Linked DNA regions of Macaca mulatta: region 2 is linked to region 1. The links are chromatin contacts, called in public Hi-C maps. All regions are on one chromosome and are shown on one strand. The core of a region is the stretch at or near the end of the contact, and the rest is flanking DNA. Distances in the headings are between cores, read along the strand shown. Region 1 has its middle 170 kb from the start of PLXNC1. Region 2 has its middle 47 kb from the start of PLXNC1.

Region 1 (3,021 bases), core at 313-2,812:
GCTTCCCTTGGCCCTGCTGTGTGCTTACTCTTACACTATCCCTTGGCCTACCTTGGCCAAGCCTTCCCTTGGCCCATCTTGTGCCTACTCTTACACTATCTGGCTGTATTCAGATGACCTATTTGCCAACCCATTTCTCTTTCTGGACTCCAGGCCACAAGAGGGAGAAGTCTGTGTGCCTACTGTAAGGACCTGTCTGGTGCCTCAGGTAAGACTCAGGTTCTAGCATCAGACAGCCTGGATTTGGCTCTTCTCTTCAACTACTGTAACTATATCATATTCAATTATTATGAGTAACTAAGGTCAGTAACTAATTTGAGTACTCAAGGTTATTTAACTCCTCTGAACTTTTGTTTTCTTCATCTATAAAGCAGGGACAATAACAGTAACTACCTCATGCAGTGATTGTGAGGGTCACGTGGGATGATTTGCGTAAAGCACTTAGCACAGTGCCTGGCACCAAGCTGGTGCTCAGTGAATGTTAGGCTGAATGGTGATTTGGTGAACAGAGCTGAGTCTCTCCCGCTGTTCTGGGAATATTAAAAGCATTATGATACATGTGCCTGGATACGGGGCTGCCAAGGCTAATCTTACATACATAATTGAGGAGGATGTAGGGATATGTTGGCTTCTCACATAATTATTTTACTAGCCTATGTTGCTGAATTCTCAGTCCTGTCATTACATATTGATTATTGCATGTTAGCAATCAATCAATAATTACTAAGAAAAAAATCCTGATAGTGCAGTGGGAAACTCACTCATTTCCTGCTCCAAAAGACATGGCCTTGTCCAACTAGTCAAGGTGTAGACAGCAAGTGCTCTTGGACTTCAGAGAAGAACTCTACATTGAACTTGGAGGATGATGACATTTAGACAGATGGAGATGGGAGAAGAGGACCCAGACAATGAGAAGAGAGGAGGCTGGAGAGCTCTGTGCATGGCAGAGGATAGCATATAAACCTCTGGTGACCAGAGGGTCTTTCAGGTACATACTGGGTGATTTTTCCTTGAAAAATGTGAATTCACTTGAATTGATATTTTATCATAGAATTGTAGAACCAGAAAGGAATTTTAAATCCCCTTATTTGAAGAAACTAAATACTGGGTCCAAAGTCACTCAGTTAGTTGGTAAGAGAGAGAGAGAGACTATAAACCCAGGTTATCTGATCCCAAATCTAGACTTTAGAGCTCTTTTACCCACTACCAAACCACCTCTTAATTAGTTTAGTTCTATTTCTTCTAATAAGGTGCTGAGATAATGAAGTGAGAGAAATTGAGGATTCATTGTGGGTAGAGTGGGTGGGTGAGAAAGGAGCACAAGAGGAAAGAGAAGAGGAGACCCAGGAGGAAGTGGGGAGGTGGGAAACATGCATCTCTAACCCTCAGCCTCTTCTAACCCTCTTTTCCTTCTGAACAGAGCCTAAAATGCATTCTCACAAAAGTATAAATCACCCAAAAGCCAGAATCAAAATATCGTGCTCAAGTAGCCTGTTATCAGGAGGGGCCTGGCGTGGAACACTATGTTGCAAGAACCAGCACATCTGAAACCCAAGTTCCAATTCCAGTCTGCCACTGACTCATGTTATAGCCTTAGGGAAAACATGCAGCCAATGGAACCACATAGAACATTCTAAAGGAATAATTCTGAAGATACTTGAAGACTGTTGCCATCATCCAGCCCTCCTCCCAAGGCTTTAGGTCTTCAGGCTAAATACTTTGCATTCTTTATCAGTTCCTTAATTTCCAATTTACCCTGATTGCCCTCCTCTGGATGAGTAGCAGTCTGTCAATGTCTCTTTTCAAGGCACCATGAATGGAACATAGATTCCAGCTGGGTGAGTAGATCAGTCCAATTCTCTCCTTGCCATGCACTCCAGACTTGTATTAATGGAGTTTGAGTACTGGGCCTCTCTGGCACTTTGTCTTACCTTTCCTCCCATGTGGATGCAGATCCACTCAGTTACACACATATCCATCCAACGAGGCTATCATCTACTACAGGCTCCTCCATTTTCTCCAGAAACAAATTCAGAAAGACTTTGTTAAATGCTTTGTAGAAATTCAGATATGTTATGTGCACAGACATATCTTGATTTACCTGTCTGTAGTCACAATCAAAACAAAAAGTTGTATTTGGTTTTTCTGAGCTTATGTTGCCTCCTGCTGGTCCCTACCTCTTGTTCCAAATGCTCATGGATCTTCCTGGTCTACAACCTGGTTCAGGTCACCTCCATGCTTACCAATCTCTCATTGTCAGGACCCACCTGCTTTCTGTAAAAACAAACAAACAACAGCAACAACAAAAACTTGTTCCTTACTTTTGGTTGTCTCTAGTTTTCCAGCATCCCCTCCATTTTCCTGATTACTGAGAGGATTACATAGAGCAGTTCAATCATCTCATTGCAAAATGCCTGATTATCCTGGCATGTAATTTTTATTTATTTACTTTAGAGATGGAGTCCTGCTCTGTCACCCAGGCTGGACTGCAGTGGTGTAATCATAGCTTACTGCAGTCTCTAATTTCTGGGCTCAGCCTCCTGAGTAGCTGGGAATACAATGGGCGCTACCACACCTGGCCCTGGCATGTAATTTTTTAGCATCTTTCTTGTAAAAGACAATTCTGGTAGAAGTAAGGATATAGGTGAAGATGCAACGTTTTTGTTTTTGTTTTTGTTTTGAGACAGAGTCTCATGGTGTCACCAGGCTAGAGTGCAGTGGTGCAATCTCAGCTCACCGCAACCTCTGCCTCCTGGGTTCGAGTGATTCTCCTGCCTCAGCCACCCAAGTAGCTGGAACTACAGGCATGTGCCACCATGCCCAGCTAATTTTTGTATTTTTAGTAGAGATCAGGTTTCACCATGTTGGCCAGGATGGTCTCAATCTCTTGACCTCGTGATCCACCCGCCTTGGCCTCCCAAAGTGCTGGGATTACAGGCATGAGCCACCGTGCCTGGCCCTAATGTAATCTTTTAATACCTTTCTTATAAAAGTCACTCCAGGTAGAAATTAGGATATAGG
Region 2 (3,021 bases), core at 235-2,734, 120 kb after region 1:
ATCGCTTGGACCCAGGAGGCGGAGGTCACAGTGAGCCAAGATCGTGCCTCTGCACTGCAGCCTGGATGACAGAGCAAGACTCCATCTCGAAAAAATAAAATAAAATAAAATAAAATAAATAGAAAGAGATGTCTCTAAATGTCTGTTCAACATGGAACAAAGCCAGCGGGTGCTTCAGCCTTGTTAAAAAGACACAGATGCTAAAGGCTTTCTTTTATCAACAGCCTCACACCCCCAAAGATCATTTCCACATAATGCAAATGAGCCCCAGTCAGGTCTGCCATGAAGATGACTCAGGCATGTGAAATCTCAAAACCTCTCACTCTTAGGAAAAGTATTTTTTTCATATTGGAGCTCATGGTGTGTTGGGGATGGAGTTGGGACACAAGAGTTGATGTAAACGTCTTGGCTTATGGCTTATCTGTTATGGAACACGCCAACCTTACTACCATACTAGATTCATCTAAGTCACTGAAAGCCTTCAACAAACCTCAGACTTCAGACCCGACTTCAGTCAGAACATGGAACAGCATCTTCGATGGAGTTTGAATGAATTTATCCTTCTTTCCTGTTCAGTTCATCTGTCACAAATTTGCAGAGCATGTGTGACACCCTTCCCAGACATCATTTTGGTCACTGGGGCTATGGAAGTGAGCATGACAGACAAGGTTCCTTTACTCAAGGAGGTCATACACTTACAAAGAGCCAGCAAGCAAACAAACGAGATGGCTTCAGATTGTGGTAAATCCTATCAAGGACACAATCAGGGACCTGGCACAGTGGCTCATGCCTATAATTCCAAAACTTTAGGAGGCTGAGGTCAGAGGATCACTTAAGGACTGGAGTTAGAGACCAACCTGGGCAACACAGTGAGACTCCATTTCTACGAAAAATTTAAAAATTAGCCAGGTGTGGTGGCACACACCTGTAGTCCCAGCTACTTAGGAGGCTGAGGTGGGAGGATGGTTTGAGCCCGGGAGTTCAAGGCTGCACTGAGCTATGATCATGCACTGCACTCTAGCCTAGATGACAGAATGGACCTTGTCTCTTAAAAGAAAAGGACATAATCAGGAACATGAGAGAGGGAGTGAGTATGAGGCTATGTAGGTGGCAGAGCCACTGCCCACCAGGGCTTGAGGGAAGGGTGCTCTGAGGAGGTGGTAGATACTTGAACTGAGGCCTAAGGCGGAGATGAACAAGCCATAGAAGGAGCTGCAGATAGGGCCTTCCAGCCAGAGGACATTGTGCATGCATAGGCATAGCTTTAGGAAGAGCTTGGTGTGTGCAAGTTGCAGAAAGAAGGCAGGCGCTACAGCCAGAGTACGATGAGCAAGGAGCAGGTGGTGGAGGCAGGCAGGGCAGTGGGGGTTGTGGGAGGGCTTCTGGCCAGTTATGGAAAGCCACAGGAAGATGAGAAGCAGGATAACGATCTGAATAACATATTTCAAAGAGTACGCAGGCTGCAGCTGCGGGGTGGAGAATGGATTGTGTGAGTCTCCTCTTTCTCCCGTCTTTCCTTTGGGAATATCACAGGAAGGGCAGCAAAGTGCTCACCCTCACCTTTCCCTTACTCAGTGGGACTCCGGACTCTCATGATAGAGATAAACTTTCATTTTCTGTCTTGTTTAGGCCACTGTTAGACTGAACATCTTTTATCCTTTGACCTAATTAGCAATGTCTGATCCTAGTTAATAAAGCTCTCACTTTTAGCTGCTCATAAAATCTCAAACTCTGGGAACCACTAGTTCGTGCCCTCCTTGGCCTTTGGCATATTCTATTCCTCCTTTTGTCTCTAATGTTTTGCTTGCATCCTTGGCACCGAACACCCACCCGATACCTAGGAGGTGTTCCATAAACACTGAAGAGGAGGAGGAGGATGCAGCGCCCAGAGGTGTCTTGTTGTCTTCAGACCTTATTAGTCATCAGGCCTCAGAAGAAATCTGTAATGTGGATTTCATCATGCAAAATGGCTCACGCCTTGCCGAGTGGCACTCAGCCCAGGAGTGTGAGCGGGGAGAGGAGATTTCAGCCAGACCCTGACTCTTGTTACTTTACCTGGGGATGTGCAGCCTTGAATGCACTGACTCACCATCCGCTTCTGGGAGGCTATGATTTTTATCAGTTTGCAGCAGCAGGAAGTGAGAAGAGAGCTTCTGGGAGGAAAAGGATGCCTGAGATTGAGCTGAGCACTTCAGCTGGTTCCCTGTCGCAGCCTCTGCCAGAAGTCTGTGTTTCCTGTGTAGCGTTTATCTTAGGGATGACCAATTAACGTGTTTATTCAATATATCTTCCCTTATTAGACCATCAGCTCCACCCAAACCAGGAACCAACTCTGCCTTTTTCACCCTGGTACCTGGCACACAGAAGGTACTCAGTAAAATATCAGTTGAGAAATAAATGAATGAATCAATCTTTTCATGAAGAGGAAAGAAATAAATAGAATCAGTTAAGCTTGACACAGGAAAACCTCTTTGTTTGTTTGTTTTTTGAGACAGAGTCTGGTTCTGTGGCCCAGGCTGGAGTGCAGTGGCACGATCTTGGCTCACTGCAAGTTCTGCTTCCCAGGTTCAAGCGATTCTCTTGTTTAGGCCTCCGAGTAGCTGGGATTACAGGCGCGAGCCACCACGCCCAGCTAATTTTTGTATTTTTAGTAGAGACCGGTTTTCACCGTGTTGGCCAAGCTGGTCTCGAATTCCTGACCTCAAGTGATCCGCCGGCCTCAGCCTCCCAAAGTGTTGGGATTACAGGCGTGAGCCACCGCGCCTGCCCCCCTTTGCAAGCTTTAAAGGAAATTATTTGTCTAATAGATAGGATTATTCACTTTGTGGGTGAGCCCTGGCGAGAACCTCCGTCCTAAGTCAACTTCCTTAGCGGGATTCTCACCCTGCCAGGTAAGCTCTCTCTGTTACCAGGAGCTCCACAAAATGCAAATAAGTTTCAAAATTCACTTAGGAAAATAAAAATGAGCAGTAAGTCAGTTAGGAGCAAAACGAACGAGACATTCAAAGGCTGTGCCCGGGA

What was found. A called contact is a pair of places that touch in the nucleus more often than the background predicts.
Region 2: a contact with region 1 is called in a Hi-C map of fibroblasts, with 2.3 times the contacts expected there. The contact joins two enhancer-like sites. A contact is called at or near these places in 3 of 14 Hi-C or Micro-C datasets (blood, fibroblasts and liver).

What each region holds. Positions count from the first base shown.
Region 1 is chr11:101,309,204-101,312,224 of T2T-MMU8v2.0, forward strand. No RefSeq gene overlaps it. Among named protein-coding and RNA genes, the nearest start is that of PLXNC1, 170 kb to the right of the region's middle. Within about 2 kb of position 1,563, at least 1 of the 40 cell types and tissues checked has an H3K27ac peak or open chromatin away from gene starts, as enhancers often do.
Region 2 is chr11:101,429,182-101,432,202 of T2T-MMU8v2.0, forward strand. No RefSeq gene overlaps it. Among named protein-coding and RNA genes, the nearest start is that of PLXNC1, 47 kb to the right of the region's middle. Within about 2 kb of position 1,485, at least 6 of the 40 cell types and tissues checked have an H3K27ac peak or open chromatin away from gene starts, as enhancers often do.